Linked DNA regions of Pan troglodytes: region 2 is linked to region 1. A link is a contact called in public HiChIP or PLAC-seq data. All regions are on one chromosome and are shown on one strand. Each heading gives the region's core, a stretch centred on a gene start, on an enhancer-like site or on the middle of the called end of the contact. The rest is flanking DNA. Distances are from core to core; before and after follow the strand shown. Region 1 holds the start of MMADHC (metabolism of cobalamin associated D). Region 2 holds the start of RND3 (Rho family GTPase 3).

Region 1 (7,483 bases), core at 337-2,836:
GTGTCTCACACTGGAGTGGAAGGCTACAGACAAGCAAGGGGAGAAGGCTGCAATGATCCATATGGTGCTGGAATTGAACTGAAGATAACAGCTCTCGTATTTGAACCTAGAACGCCTGTGTAGCTGTCAAAGATACAGATGGATACATACATAAATACTTACAGATATGCGTATTTAGTCAGGTCAGCATATGCACAAATATTTCCTTGCTCTGTCAGCTGAGAGTGTCTAGAAGCAACAACATCCCAAATGTCCAAATCTTGATTTCTAATATCATTTTCCATTAAAAGTACCCTTGGCTCCTTGGGGAAGCAGCTGATTCTAGGATTGGGGCAGGGAATATACAAGATGAGCCTGGAGCAACTTATAGAAATTAAGAAAATGCTCAAGAAAAAAATCAATAAACATAAAATGAGGAGGGTTTGTCAAAAAGACACAAATGCCAACTAAAGGAAATCTCAATAGCCAAAGCTGGAACCAATATGAACAACAAAATAAAGTAGTATTGGATTATAACCCAAAATGTAAAATAAATATCCATGAGTCCATACTGACATAAATGATTGAATACATAAATAAATGCAGTACAGACAAATCTTCCATGCAGAAGAATTCCAAATAATTCATGAAGATATTCTGTCCTCATAAAGGTGGAGTATAACAATTTCCCATTCCTACAGTTTGGGCTGCACAGAGTGATGTCCTTCCAAAGAGTATAGTATGGAGAGGAAAAGAAAAACAGTAACCTCACAGTGGAGAAATCTGACAAACCCTACATGGGGAGGTGGAAGGGCTTACTAGATGAAACAAGGGGATCTTTGTAGAACTATAAAACTTTTCTGTATGACACTGTAATAATGGTGATAAAGGTTAGCATCAACAGTAATAAGTCATGTGGATAGTATATACCCCTGATGTGATGTGATGAGAAGATCACTTTACCTTACCTCTTAACTCAAGAAAAACCCATAACCTCAGTTAATGCATGAGAAAAATACAGGCAAAACCCAATTGAAGGACATTTGACCATTAAGGTTATCAAAAACAAGGAAAGTATGAGAAACGGTCACGGTCCAGAGGAGCCTGGAAGACATGGTGATGTACTCCGGACAGGATCCTGGAATGGAAAAGAATACCAGGTCGAAAACTAAGGACATCTGGAATAAAATATGGGCTTATGGGCTTTAATCAATTTTTTAAAAAGTATTAGATACATGAAAATGATACACGATTTACAAATCTATCGCCTAATATTTATCGAGCATATTGAGAGCCTGGCACTGTGGTAGGGCTGGGGACACAGAAAGAGGTAAGTGCCCTATGCTCAAAAACAGCGATTCATGAAAAATAACTATGACAAAAAGAACAGAAGACTGTATCTCCTGGAGGCAGTAAGGAAGGCTTAAGTTGGGAGGACTATCAAACGCATCAAGGAGTTACTGAAGATTAACTGACCCGCCTAACGCAGGTCGGAAGCCCTCCTCTCCATCCACCCAAATCACCCCTGCCCCACCTTTTCTCCTCCCTTGCGTTTACCCAATGGCAGGTCGGCTCCGCGTAGGCCTACTTTGCGCGTGCGCATCATCGTTTCGACGCGCTCGGAAGCAACTTCCTTCGCCTGGTCACCGCCAGCGTAGGTGCTACCACCGCTGCCGTCGCCGCCGCCATTTTGGTGGCAGGAAGAGTCCGGTTCTGGGACAGCTGGAGACAGTGGTGGTGACTGGTACGGATGGTTTCTGCCCGTGTTAGCCCCTCCAAATTTGCCCGTGTTAGGGTTACAGCCCTCGGTATTGCCCGTATTTTCACTGGGTCCCTGTCGTTGTCCCCAGCCATCCTGTCCGTCTGTCTTTAGTCTCTTTTCTGCTTCCTCATCCTTCAGATCAGCCTGAAGCTTTGCCTGGAGCTGTTGTTACGCAGCCCCAACCGCTGTTAAAGCAGCCGCTCCGATCCTCTGGACTGAATTTTGGCCGCCCAGCCCCCATTCCCCTCCCCGATCTGGTCCGAGTTGTTTTTCCGCGGCTGTAAACCGGAAGGGCTCTGAGCTGCACTGCCGGCTCCGGGCTGGGGGATCTGTGCCCGGCATGGGGGCGAGTTCTGGCCTCCTTAGGGTACGGGGAGCGCTTGGACTTTGGTCCTGACGTGGTGGACGACACACCTTCGAAGAGTGGACGTTACCTCAGTTGTCTGTTGTTAGAGTTTAATCGATCACTCGTCTGTTTTGTTGTGTTCTTTCCCAGAAATAACTTTACCAAAGGAAAGCTATTTTGCGAACTATCTTCTCCAGTGGAGATGGCCAATGTGAGTAAATTATCTCCTAAGAATCAGCATAGTAAACTCGTTTGGGAATGTTAGGAATGAAAGAACGGGTTTAATTATGATGGCATTGGGTGGCATAGTGTTAGATATAATGTATCAAAAATGTCAAGGGAAGCAAGTGGTGTGAAATTATGTTATGCTTTGAAGATGGTAGCATTCTTTGCACTGCAAATACACTTATTTATACAATTTCATTTGTACAGATGTGGAAATTCAAGCACCCTTTCGGTATTTTTTAAATACAGCGTTTCAGTAAATATTAGAATCTATGTTTAGGCCCTTTTTTAGCTTTTGGGTTAGCTAAACTGAAGAGTTTTTTTAATCTTTTTTTCTTTTTTTTTTAAACAGTTTCCATATTGGAAGTGACCTTCTAAATCCTACAAAATAAGAATAGGAGATACTCTCACACACCAGAGATATTTATTGACTGTAACTTTCCAGTGATTAGACACATCCTATCTATAGAATTCATATGTAGCGGTCATAAGACATATATAAAAACAGCTACAATTAAAGTATAAAGTAATAATTTTTTTTTAGAACCTACACGAAGGTGCAATGCAGATTCAAGTCTTTGTGGAGAGGAGTTTGGGATCACTTCATGAGGGAAACATTTAACTTGAGGTTTGAAAGATAGGTGGGATTTGTATAGTCTAAAATATGAGCAGGAAGGACAGGAAGGTATATTCAAAGAACTCCCCACCCCGCCTACCCCTTTGAAAAACGTAAAAGTGACTGCTGCCTGCCAACCTGAATGTAAGATGTATGAAAGAGATAAGTGGGAGATAAGGTTGAATTGTGAGGTTGGTACCAAGTAAATGAGAGCCTTGAATGCCGAACTCAGTAATTTAGACTTTATTCTTTAAATTGTGATTATTCACTTAGAGCTGTGTGCTAGGAAGATTTATATGGCAGCATTTAGCCAGGATGCTATTTCTGTAATTGAACAAGGTATATTAAGTCTAAAGTGTGACTATAGAGACAAGTCATAAGAATAGATTACTAGTCTTGGCCAAGTTCTGTGGTGAATTTTTGCCTACCCATAACCTGCACAGAAAGAGAATGCTGTAAAAGAAGTATGTGGTACTTTCAAAGGAGAGAAATTAATTGAAGTAGAATAGAATGCTATTATTTGACCTGGTTTTATTTTGGTTTAAATGAATAAATTATAATAGTTCAGTAGGGAAGATCCTTTTTTAAGTCTTTTGTTAGAAAGAAGTTAATATTAAAATAATTTAAGTTTCAGTATCCAAATGTACGATAACAATTTTTGTGTTTATATGGATTGTAAATTCTGGATGGATGTTACTAATGAAATATGCAGATAGTGTTTCATAACAAGGGGCAAAAATGTTCATATTTCAGAGTCTAGACAGGTACATTAATTAAGAAGCCTTCGTGGGGACTATGACAAAGCCTTTCTGAACAAAGGGAAGCAGCCTTCCCTTAGCTACAGTGATTTGTTGCTAACTAATGCCATTTGGTTATGTGAATCCAATACTGCCAGATCTTCTGAGTTTTCAAGAAGAGCCAAATTTCTGGACCTTTTGTGTAAATATTTCGATTTCTCAATGTTTGTATTTAATTCAAATATCTTGCAACACTGTGGGATGCACAAAAATGTCTGGATAGATGTGGATGCGCTACATAAACTACCAGTTTTTAGTTTTTGTACAGACCATATTTTTTCCTCACATGATCAAAAGCAGAACTTAGTCCTAAGGCAGTGCACAAAAGGCACTTTCTCTTTATATACTAATAAGGATTTTACAGTTAAAACATAATAGCATGTCATCTTCCCAAGTCTAGAAGTTTGAATTTAATCATATATAAAATAAGTGCTTTTCCTCAATCTAGAATGAACTCTCTGCTGTAATTTTGACTTGCTTTTTGGCTATTATTTTTAATTATGTTCACCAGCTGAACCAGTCATAAAATCTGTCAAGTTGTCAGAAAACATTCCACTTCCACAATTACAATTACAGATTTGTTTTTCTTTTTTTTTTTTCTTTTTTTTTTTTTTCTTTTGAGACGGAGTTTCACTCTTGTTTACCAGGCCGGAGTGCAATGGCGGGATCTCTGCTCACTGAAAGCCTGGCACCTGGGTTCAAGTAATTCTCCTGCCTCAGCCTCCTGAGTAACTGGGATTATAGGCACTCGCCACGATGCCCGGCTAATTGGCTTTTTTTGTATTTTTAGTAGAAATGGGGTTTCATCATGTTGGCCAGGCTAGACCTCAGGTAATCCACCCGCCTTCACCTCCCTAAGTGCTGGGATTACAGGCATGAGCCACTGCACCCGGCCAAGATTTGAGAATCTTACAGGTTAACGGGTAAGGTTTGAAACAGATTAGTACTATCATCAACTGTCCCTTTCAGTGGGCAATTTAGATACTGGTTTATTTTGCTATTAAAATGAAATTTGGTAATTGGATTTTCTTAGGCTAGGAACAAAACTCATATTTTATTATATAACTTTTGTTAAAAGTTCTATCACCAAGAAAAGAATGTCAAAATATAATCTAATGGCCTTGATAGGCTAAAATAATAAATAATAGGCGATTTTTGAAATAATTTGGATGATCTTCCTCTTCCTTCTGTTTTTTGCTTGTGAAACGATGTGAATGATCGCAGATTGTAGTTTAACCATGCTGAAACTAGTTCTAATAACAGTATATAGAATTGTTATGGAAATTAAATAAAACAATGTATATGTACAGCACTTACTATAGAACTTGGACCCATAGTGTCCAACATTGATTATTACTATTACATGCTCTCAAATATTGGCCCCTTCAGATAATCTTTTATTTTGCTGCTGCTTATTTTGAGCCCTTGCTGAAAATATTTTTGGAATTTGAAATTTTAGATTCCTTTAGATCCTGAGGCATTCTCTTAAATATCCTTAGTTGTAAAGGTAAATTTGTATTATATAAACACCCAAAAGTCTGAGTTTGTTTAGTAAGTAAAAAGCCAAATAATTACCATTTTTGTTTCTTTGGGCAAGTTGGGTACAGACCCCAAGAGAGGCGGCCTAAATTTTCAGGTTGACAGAATGCTTTGGAGACACGTATCACAAAGGAGGTTATATTTATCCAGGTCTTAAAGAAAAAGTAAGAATTTGCTAGAATTTTCTAGAACAATAAGGAAACAGTATCTTTTAGCAGAAGAATTCTTATGGCAGTATAAAGAATGAAGAGAAATGGGAAATGTTGGGGAGATATTTTTATGTGATTGAAAAGTAGAATAAGGGAAGGGAGGGTAAATTTGTAGGAAATTATGTCAGAAAGGCAAAAAGACCAGTTAAGATGCGCTCATAGTGACAAAGGAGGAAGGAAAAAATAGGTTGGATATTAGAATACTGTACTTTGTGAAAGGGAAATAGAATAATTCTCAGGTGTCAGATGGCTGGATTTTTCCAACATCCTGGTAACTGATTTTCACACCACCTCTCTACTCCTCCTCCAGTCCATTTTTTATACTGCCCTTAGTGGTACATTTCTTAAAACAGCCTTTGTTTTTGTCAGTTTGCTCTGGCTCTTTCCTGCCTACAAATTAAAATTCCGACTTACTATCTTGATGTAACAAGCCCTTTACCATCTGTGTCAAATATACAGTCTTTTATAGTTGCCCATAAGTTCAATTTCAAACCTTTTTTTAATTGCATTCTTATACCTACCCTCACTGAATTTGTCACTCTTTGAAATATGTCTTCATTCCTTTGTTCCTGAAAGTCACTCATTGAAATGCACCTTTCCCAAGCAAATTTTTACTGTCTTCAAAACTTAGTATATCCTCCATGAAATTTATTACCTTTTCTCCCAAGGATTTCTTAACAATTATTCAAATCTTTTCATAGCATTTCACAGATGATTTGATATTTGTTTTTACATCTTTTTCACTAAACTGAGAGTTGCCAATGTCTGTGTGTATGTGTGTTTTTAATACAAATATCCGGATAGTGCATATTTTAGGCTTTGTGGGCCACAGAATATCTCTTGTAACTACTTAACTCTGCCATTGTCGTGGGAAAGTGACCATAGGTAGTACATAAATTAGTATGGCTATGTTACAGTAAAACTTTATTTACCAAAACAGTGGGCTGTATTGGGAAATCGTTCGCCAATCCCTGCATTAAATTGTTCTGACCCAAGTACTTTGTTAAAAAATGTATGAATGAAAGATTGTTAAAAAATTTATGAATGAAAGATATTTACACATTCATCCATTGTAATACATGACCTCACTGTCTAGTAAGTGAACATATAAGCAGAAAAAAATATACCACAAAGATATGTGCTGAAATGGAGAAAAGCAGACATTGCCATGAAACCACAATGAAAGGACAGTATGGGAGAGAATTAGCGCAATTTATAGCAGTAAAAGAAGAGAGAAAAGTTCGAAAGTAACAGATTTTGGTCCAAAGAGATGTCTTGAGAGTTCTTTATTGAGGATAGAAGAATCTTGTTAGTTGTGCTACCTTTTTAGTGTTGTGTCTAAATAAGACAACTTTTAGATGTCTATTCTCTCATGTGTGGCACTCTTGAATTCTAGCCTTTATTGAAAAGTACATAGACTTTTACCCAAACTAACTTATTACTTGTTTTTTTAATTTTAATTTTTATTTTTAAAATTACAAATATATATAATGCTTTCATATAGTAGGTGTTCAGTAAAAGTAGAATAAATGTTGGTTTTAAAAGAACCTTGCAGTGTGAAGATTCGCCAGAGATTGTCTATGTAAGTATAACATTTATATTCAGAACAAATAGTTTTAATTTTGTGTCATTTTTAGGTGCTTTGTAACAGAGCCAGACTGGTTTCCTATCTCCCAGGATTTTGCTCTTTAGTTAAAAGGGTTGTCAATCCCAAAGCCTTTTCGACTGCAGGATCATCAGGTTCGGATGAGTCTCATGTGGCTGCTGCACCTCCAGATATATGTAAGTGAAAGTTGTTACTGCTTTACTTATAATTGTTTCAAAACATTTTTAGTTGTATTTTCCTCTAATATTTCTTCTTAAGGCTTAATGGATTTTTCTAAAGTTGTGTTTATTCAGTTGAAAATGAATCACAGCTCTGCCTAAATATATTTATGTCAGAAAGCTACAGTATTAAAAAGGAAAAAAGAATAAGTACTGGTTTCTAAAACTTACTTCTTAAACTTTTCT
Region 2 (7,542 bases), core at 2,462-4,961, 900 kb before region 1:
CACTGTGGGCCAAGATCTCCATAAATACACTGAACATGAAAAGGGGGATGCCTTTAGTGTGTTTCTAAAGAATAATTTTGGAAAGTGCAGGGCACGTGATTTTTTAAGCAGTGCTATTGTGCAGCTTAAAGGAGGCAGATGTTATCATCCTCACATAAGGATGAAACTGCGGAAAAGAATTTAGTCAGTGTTCGCCCAAGGACAGATAGTTCATTGGTTTAGCCTGGACTAAAACCCAAATCCCTGATTTGTAGTCACTCAAATCTCAGAAACAATTGTTTATCAGTCTTGTGCTATCCCTAGATGGGAACTAGATGGGTACTCTTTCTCAATTGGTTCTCTCTCCAGGCCTGGAATCAGCCCTTTTTGTGTCAAAGGGTATGTAGTTTCTATGGGAGGGGAGATTTCCTCTGGTAAGTAAAGGGTTAGTCACAAAGAAAATAATTTTTGAACTCAAACCTTTTAGGGCACCTGAATGTGTTCTATTAACTAAATCATAGAGAAATATTTACTATTGGTTTTCTGTTCTCTTGGTCTTAAGGATAAATGAGAAAAAGGAGAGAGTAATAGGAAGACAAGCAAGAATCACAAAAGGAAGAACGCTAGGTAATATACGATCCTCCCAGGTAAGGCGTCACATTTTCTAAATGATTGTGTTTCTTAGGGGAAAACCTTTTATTGCAGTCTAAAATTTTAGTCTTTTCCAGGAATTTAGGTATACTTGGATCCCATATTCTCATTGAAGATGAGCAGTTTCATCAAGGTTTCACAGCTAGTGAGTGACAGTGCAGACCAAGAACTGGAGTCATTCATTCATTCATTCATTCATTCATGTAATCATGCTGCTACCCTGTTCCAAGTCCTGCCATGACTGACTTCACATTACCCTGAGAATGAAATCCAAATTCTACAGCCAATTATTCAGCCCCTGCCTGCTTCCTTTTGCTCCCCGACCTACACTCTCCCTCCTTCAGCAGGCCCCAGTCATTCTGGCCTTTCTTCTGTTCCTCAAACCTACCAAGCCCTTTCCCTCCAGCCTGTAACCTTTCCACTGTCTGTGAGCATCCTTCTGCTGGACCATGGGTCTGATCCCTACCTTACTATGCTTTAATAATGCCGTGCCATGTTTTCTATGAAGAAAAACATGGGGTGATCTTACTTCTTTATTTACTGTCTATCTCCTGCCTGGAATGTATGCTTTTTGAGAGTAGCAAACAGATCTGTCTTGTTTACTGCTCTATCTGCAGATCCTAGAACAGTGCCTGGTTTACAGCAGATGCTGAGTAAGTAATTGTTAAACTAAATGTTAGATGAATTTTAAAATATATTAAGTATCCACTTCACACTGAACACTAGAGATTTTAAAAAGGAAAAGGAAGAATTTTTACCCTAGAGGGATTCAAATCCGGGTGACTTCAGGCAGTTGGTTTTTCTACTCTATTATACATCCATTAAATTTTGCTCAGCAACTGGCAGATTCCTGGAAATTCAGGTCACCTGATTTCCAAAAATAGTCATCCACTATGATTCCAGATGATTCTATGGTGAAGTGATTATGCATCTTGTTTTGCCTGGGATAGACCCTGTTTACCCCTGTTGTCCAGCCACAATCATTGGTAGTGCCCCTTTTGCTCTCAAATCCCAGCTTAGATGATAAATTATATGGTTACCCTATTCATTGATCAGCCAATTCATAAACATTCTTAATTATTTCTGTTAAAGTGATTTAACCATATAAGCTACATCAATTCTGAAATATGGGAGGTCAAATCATATCTCTGGAAAGGGGTAATTTCATTAAGTTAAAAATAAGACAAAAGATAGGATGGACACAGCTCCAATTAGTGAGTCCACCAATGAAGCCAGAATTTCTCAAGACACATTCAACAGTTCTGAAAAGTGCAAATAAGATTTTACATGCAAACTATAACACAGGTCAAGGACTCTTTATTGTGCCAGAAACCATTCTGCAAACTTCACTTGCATTTCCTCATAATTACCATTATGACTCCTATTTTACAGATGATGAAATTGAGGCTCAGAGAGGCTAAATAATCCATCCAAAGTCATACAGAAAATGTGAAGTTGGGGACCTAAATACACCTCTTTGTGATCTCCTGCCCCAACTACTATGCCCATTGCTTTTTAAACAAGTAAACAAACGTGAATAATTTGATTAATGTTTCCTGTGTTAAGTAGTTTTGGGAAATGCTAGGTTAAACTATGTTAAATAGTCTGCTTTTCTCTGGGATTTTTAAATGTTTGTAACATTAGTGTGCTTGGCGAATCTTCAATGAGTGATGTGGGTACAGTGTCGCCCTCACTAATTGGGCCATGGCACCCTTTGTGTCAGAAGGGAACTAAAGCTCAGAAGAACAAACATTGGCAAAGGCTGCTCTAGGAACCCTAGCAGGGCCAGCAACCCGCTTGTCTGTGGGTCAACCCTCCACTTGTGTAAACACAGACCCACCGATGGAGTCTGAGTCAATGATCTTTGAGGGGGCTCCAATTTTCTCAGCCCCAAATAGGACATCATTCCTGGATCCCCTAGGCTTCAGGGGCCCTACCAGTCCACTACTTACATCAGTGCTTTTGACAACTCTTCATTGTGCCTTTTCACTTCCCATGTTAAACTTTCTGATTTGTTTGTTTTCACCTTATCTTCTCATTTACAAGCCTAGGAGTCTCCACAGGGGACCATATAAGCTGGTTTTGGCCAATGTGCTACTACATTGTAACAATTGAAACCTCCTGAGCATTTAGGGTGCAGGAGCTGAAGATGAGAAAAAGAAAGACTTCTCATAGAAAAAGAACAAATGTGTGGGCTATTCTGGTCCTTTCTAAGATTTTTGCTTGCGGGGAAGAGTTGGAGGGCTCGGGAGGTGGATGTGGAGGAGGACAGAAGAGAGGGTGGAGGGTTGTATCTGCATTTTTCAGCTAAAGATGTTTGTGCCTTCTGAGTCCAGTCTAGGGTGCTTTGATTCCAGGAAGATGGAGGCTATAGATAAAGAATTAATAGACAGTATCAAAATCTGCCCCCCCACCAGTCCCCTCACTGCAAATGTGGGGAGGTGCAACTAAGCTGACAAGTGTTTGGGTCCCTAGCGCAGTAGGGTTGAGTTTCCAATGGCCTTTGTCACTCAGTCATGGGCATCTTCCACTTCTCTTTCTTCTTCCCTCCCACCTCCTGTACCCACCCCTCGAAACCTTTCTGCCTCCACTTGTACGACTGAAACTGACAGGTTTCAGAAGCCAGTCTACTACCGTGACCCAGGCAAGCCTGTTCTTGCATCTGGAATAAAGAGGCTGATCTATTGGTCCATGGCCTATGTACCTGATACAAACCATTAAAAAAAAAATAGAACCACTCAACTATTCTCCACCCAAGATTTGCTTCCTATGTTTTATCACTGTCCTTTAACTTGGGTGGGAAATGTTTTTGTTTTCATAAATGCTCATGAGGCTTCTACAGATAAGCCCCTATTAAACTATATTTAAAGGGATTGTAGTTCAAATCAGTATGCACAGATACCAGTTTCCCACCTTGCCCTGTGGACTTGTCAGCAAAGCATCTTTGGGATCTTCATGTTGTCTAAGAGCCTTGGTCTAAAATAGATCCCGAATGGGCACCCTAGAGGGCGCACTGCTTACATTTTCGGCATGCAACGCCAACAGCGCTCGCTCCCAGGCTCCATAAAAGGGGAGGAGGCAGATCAGTTTCCTCCTCTCATTGAGAAAGAAGAGGATTGGAAGGCCGGGCGTATAAAGCCGCGCAGAGAGCGTGAAACAAAGCAGTCGGCTCGGAATTGGACTTGGGAGGCGCGGTGAGGAGTCAGGCTTAAAACTTGTTGGAGGGGAGTAACCAGCCTGCTCCTCTCGCTCTCCTCCTCGTCTGCGCCGCGTTTCAGGGGTTGCCCATCAGCCTTGTGATTTATTTTTCTATCTGCTTTTTGTAAAGAGAGAAATATATATATATATATTTTCTTCTTAAGAGAAAATTCCTGTTCCAAGAGAAAATAAGGCAACATCAATGAAGGAGAGAAGAGCCAGCCAGAAATTATCCAGCAAATCTATCATGGATCCTAATCAGAACGTGAAATGCAAGATAGTTGTGGTGGGAGACAGTCAGTGTGGAAAAACTGCGCTGCTCCATGTCTTCGCCAAGGACTGCTTCCCCGAGGTGAGTGTGGCCGGCCGCGGCTTCCACGAGGGGGTCGGCCAGTGGGATCCCAGTCCCGAGGTGGGCCTCCCCGCTTTCATCCGTTTTCCCTTAAAAAAGAAAAAAAAAAGTCTTTCTCGGCCCTCACTACTTTCCCCTGATTAGACTGCGGGGAAAGGGAAAGTGCGCTGGAAGCTTTTAGGGTTGGGACGCGCCTGCACATGGGCTGGTTAGCTCCTGAAACTTGTTCGTTCCTGTGTGCATAACCTGGGGTTGGGAGATTCGGGTCAGCAGATCTGTGAGAGCCGGGTGGGGTGAGTGGGGAGTAGGACAGGGGTTTCGGAAAGGGTCCATGTGCTTAGTGTGTGGTCTGATGTGTGAAGGTTTTCTTTCTTAACTGGGGAGCGGGGAGGGGAAGGGTGTTCAATGGGTGTCGTGCGTTTAAACGTAACCTCTTTGCCCTCTTTCCTTCCTCTTTTGCCCATTTTGTCTATCCAGAATTACGTTCCTACAGTGTTTGAGAATTACACGGCCAGTTTTGAAATCGACACACAAAGAATAGAGTTGAGCCTGTGGGACACTTCGGGTAAGAGTGGGAGGACCGCGTGGCGCTTGGGGCGGGTTTCCAGTCGCTGGGGGATGCGCGGCGGGTCTCGGGAAACCGCGCGCTACAAGCCGTCTGCGCCCCTCCCAAGGGATTCCCACGGTCCCTGTTGGGCGAAAATTGTATCCTTTCTGGGTGGGGGCGGCAGACGACAGCGTGGACGAGGAGATAGCAGTGGGGAGAGGAGAGCGCTGTGTGCCCGCAGGGTGACCCCGCCGTTGGAGCCACTAGTGGCCAGGCGCAGTCCGCCCGCGGAGTCGTGGTCAAGTCGCCTTGGGTCGGCCGAGGTGGCCCGATACTGTGGGGTGTTGCATGGGCGCTGCGTGCGCCTCGGCGGAACCACCCGGCTCAAGGCGGGCGCCCCTCCTATATCTAACCTGCTGGTTGGCGGGGAGGCGGGGAGCGCCGCGGGGGTGATGGGAGGCGGGAGAAAATCCCAGAGGCGACGCGGTTACGTGCAATTGCCGCTGTTAGGGGAAAGAAACTGAGCGCAGGCAGCCGCGGCGCCCGTGACGCCTACACCCAGGAATGCGCTGGTGGCGCAGGGGCCGGGCAGCAGCTGAACCTCCTCTTCGCGCTGCCGGCCGCCCGCGGTGCCTCGGTGCCCACCTGTACCGAGCCTTTCCCTTTTCCCCCCACTCCATCCCAGTGATCACGTCCGTTTCCCCTTCACCACACCAGCCCCTCCTGACCTCTATTGCATCCCCCACTCGGCTTGCCTCCAAGGCCGCGGGCAACACTATTCGCCTTTGACCTTCCAGTCTACTTGAATTATTGGCGCCGCGGTGGGTTATATTCATGGGTCTGAGGTTCAAGGCCGGGTTATTGCTTTCCCATGCGCCCACCCACCTACCTGGCGCGCGGTGGTAGGGAGGGCTAGGTACCCTCCCGGTGGGAAGGCATCCGGCCCCCCGGCTGAGTTAGGGGTTTAGGCCAGGTCAAAGGCCGGGGAGTGGCAGGGGGGCAGCATCTGAGGTCTTGGGCTGGGACATAGGCACCCGCCGCCCTAACCGGCGGTGTCTAGCGAGTTTGTTTCCAAGAAGGGTGTCGGCTATGGAAAAGCAGGACCCACTGGGAAGGCTGGGTAAAGGCCCCTGCGCTTAGGGCTGGGAATTTAGCAGGGAGCTGGGTTGCTGGCGGACCGAGCCAAATCCGGGTGAAACTGGCGAGGAGGAACGCGCAAGTGCCAACAAGCAGGTTTGCTGTTAGGCAGGGAGGCCCCGAGGTGGAGCCGCGCCCAGCGGGGAGTGGCCTCGTGGAGGTGTTTCTGAGCTTCCCACAGCCCTGGGCTTGAACCGCTGGAGCCCCCAAGGGACGCGGGGGTTCAGAGAGCAAGAGGAAGGAACCAGACTGACAGGGTCGCCAGAGGCAGTCCCAGCACAAAGGCAAGCGAGAAGTCTCGCACGAGCGAGCGCCTCTCATGGTCGGTGCCAGATGCTCCGACTGCTGCAGTGAGAAGGGCTGATTTTGTTTCCCCCTGGAGTCAGGCTCTTTCTCAGCCGTTCCAAGGGCAGCAGAATCAGGACTTTGCCGCCGTGTTTTCTGTTGAGGATGGTACACAGACTCGAAACTCTGGAGAAGGTGTTGGTAGACAGAATTCAAGTGGTTCCTTATTTCAGTAGTTCCTATCAGAATTATTTTACAGCCTGGTACTTAATGGGCTCTGATTCCCAGACATATCATGGTATGTATTTGTTATGCCTACTGGATGGCACAGCTGGTGTGGTACCGATAATAAGCACCAGTACTCCCTGCCCCAACCGGCAGCCCTCTTTGGACCTAATGCACGATAAAAATTATTTTGGCACGGGGTGGAGCAGTGTGTCTGAACCAGTCGTTGATACAAAGCTGTGTTTAGATCTTAGCTCCTGGTTACCATGGATTTCTGTGTGCAAATCCCCTATCTCCCTGGGTCTCATTTTCATCATCTGTAAAAAGAGGACACTGAGCTAGATGATGTGCAGGATCTCTCCCAGCTGTACACTTCTTGGCTTTATTACGCTGGACAGGCAGGTCTTTTTGTTTCCCAGGATGTTGGTTGGCTTCAGCTCTTAGTCTTAGGGGATCTGGCATCCCGTGCTGGGGTTTTCACAGCCTACAAAGCAAGCCAGGTTCTGGGCAGAGCCAGGCTTCCTGGTGGATTTAGGAATGAAACCCATCTGGACAGGGAGGGGGAATGGGTGGGCTTATAGGAATGCTGGGCTATACATTTCCTATCTCAAGCTTCAAGAGTGACAGGACCACCAACGGATATTTCGGAATCGATGCCTAAAGGGCTAAATTGATTCTTTTAGGGGAGAAAAGGCACATTGTTTGATAAAGGCTAGAACATAAAACAAAATGTGGGCAGTTTGTAGTTGGAGGCTGTCCTTCGTATGTGCAGATAAATACCACTTCAGGTATCTTCATGCATTTAATCAAAACTCTGCAGTTCGTAGACTCTGCACACATAGCACAATGCCTTGCATACAGCAGTTATCCAATAAAATCTGATGAATGAGTAAATGAGTAATGATATGCATAGTTGCCAAGGAGATGAGGTTCCCTGACATTTATTCACACTGAATTACCTGTGCACAAAGAATGGCAACTTTATAAACATTGCCTTTCATCGAATTAAAGATAATCATCTGAAATGAATTTGTAGTGAAATAATCACTTGTCTTTTTATTTAATGAAACCAAAACTTATGTATGTTTAACTAAAATATAAAGGTTTGAAAATGTGATGAAGAAAATTTTGTACTGCAAAATTATCCGGTAATGAAATCTTAGTTAGA

What was found. HiChIP or PLAC-seq counts read pairs in DNA pulled down with a chosen protein or histone mark.
Region 2: a contact with region 1 is called in an H3K4me3 HiChIP or PLAC-seq map of stem cell-derived excitatory neurons, with 15 times the contacts expected there. The contact joins the promoter of RND3 here to the promoter of MMADHC in region 1. A contact is called at or near these places in 4 of 7 Hi-C or Micro-C datasets (blood, induced pluripotent stem cells and stem cell-derived neural progenitor cells), 1 of 1 datasets of contacts at active chromatin or transcription factors (stem cell-derived excitatory neurons) and 1 of 1 other capture datasets (stem cell-derived neural stem cells).

What each region holds. Positions count from the first base shown.
Region 1 is chr13:51,619,503-51,626,985 of NHGRI_mPanTro3-v2.0_pri, reverse strand. It overlaps MMADHC (metabolism of cobalamin associated D), which reads left to right and starts at 1,586. Exons shown (of 8, transcript XM_001135306.7): 1 at 1,586-1,723; 2 at 2,238-2,298; 3 at 7,111-7,255. The coding sequence starts at 2,290. LOC107973792 reads right to left here and starts at 2,083. Exons shown (of 4, transcript XM_063791029.1): 1 at 1,958-2,083; 2 at 1,537-1,903; 3 at 948-1,117; 4 at 1-321. The coding sequence starts at 2,083. The coding sequence ends at 975.
Region 2 is chr13:52,517,036-52,524,577 of NHGRI_mPanTro3-v2.0_pri, reverse strand. It overlaps RND3 (Rho family GTPase 3), which reads left to right and starts at 3,711. Exons shown (of 5, transcript XM_009443462.5): 1 at 3,711-4,180; 2 at 4,658-4,745. The coding sequence starts at 4,031.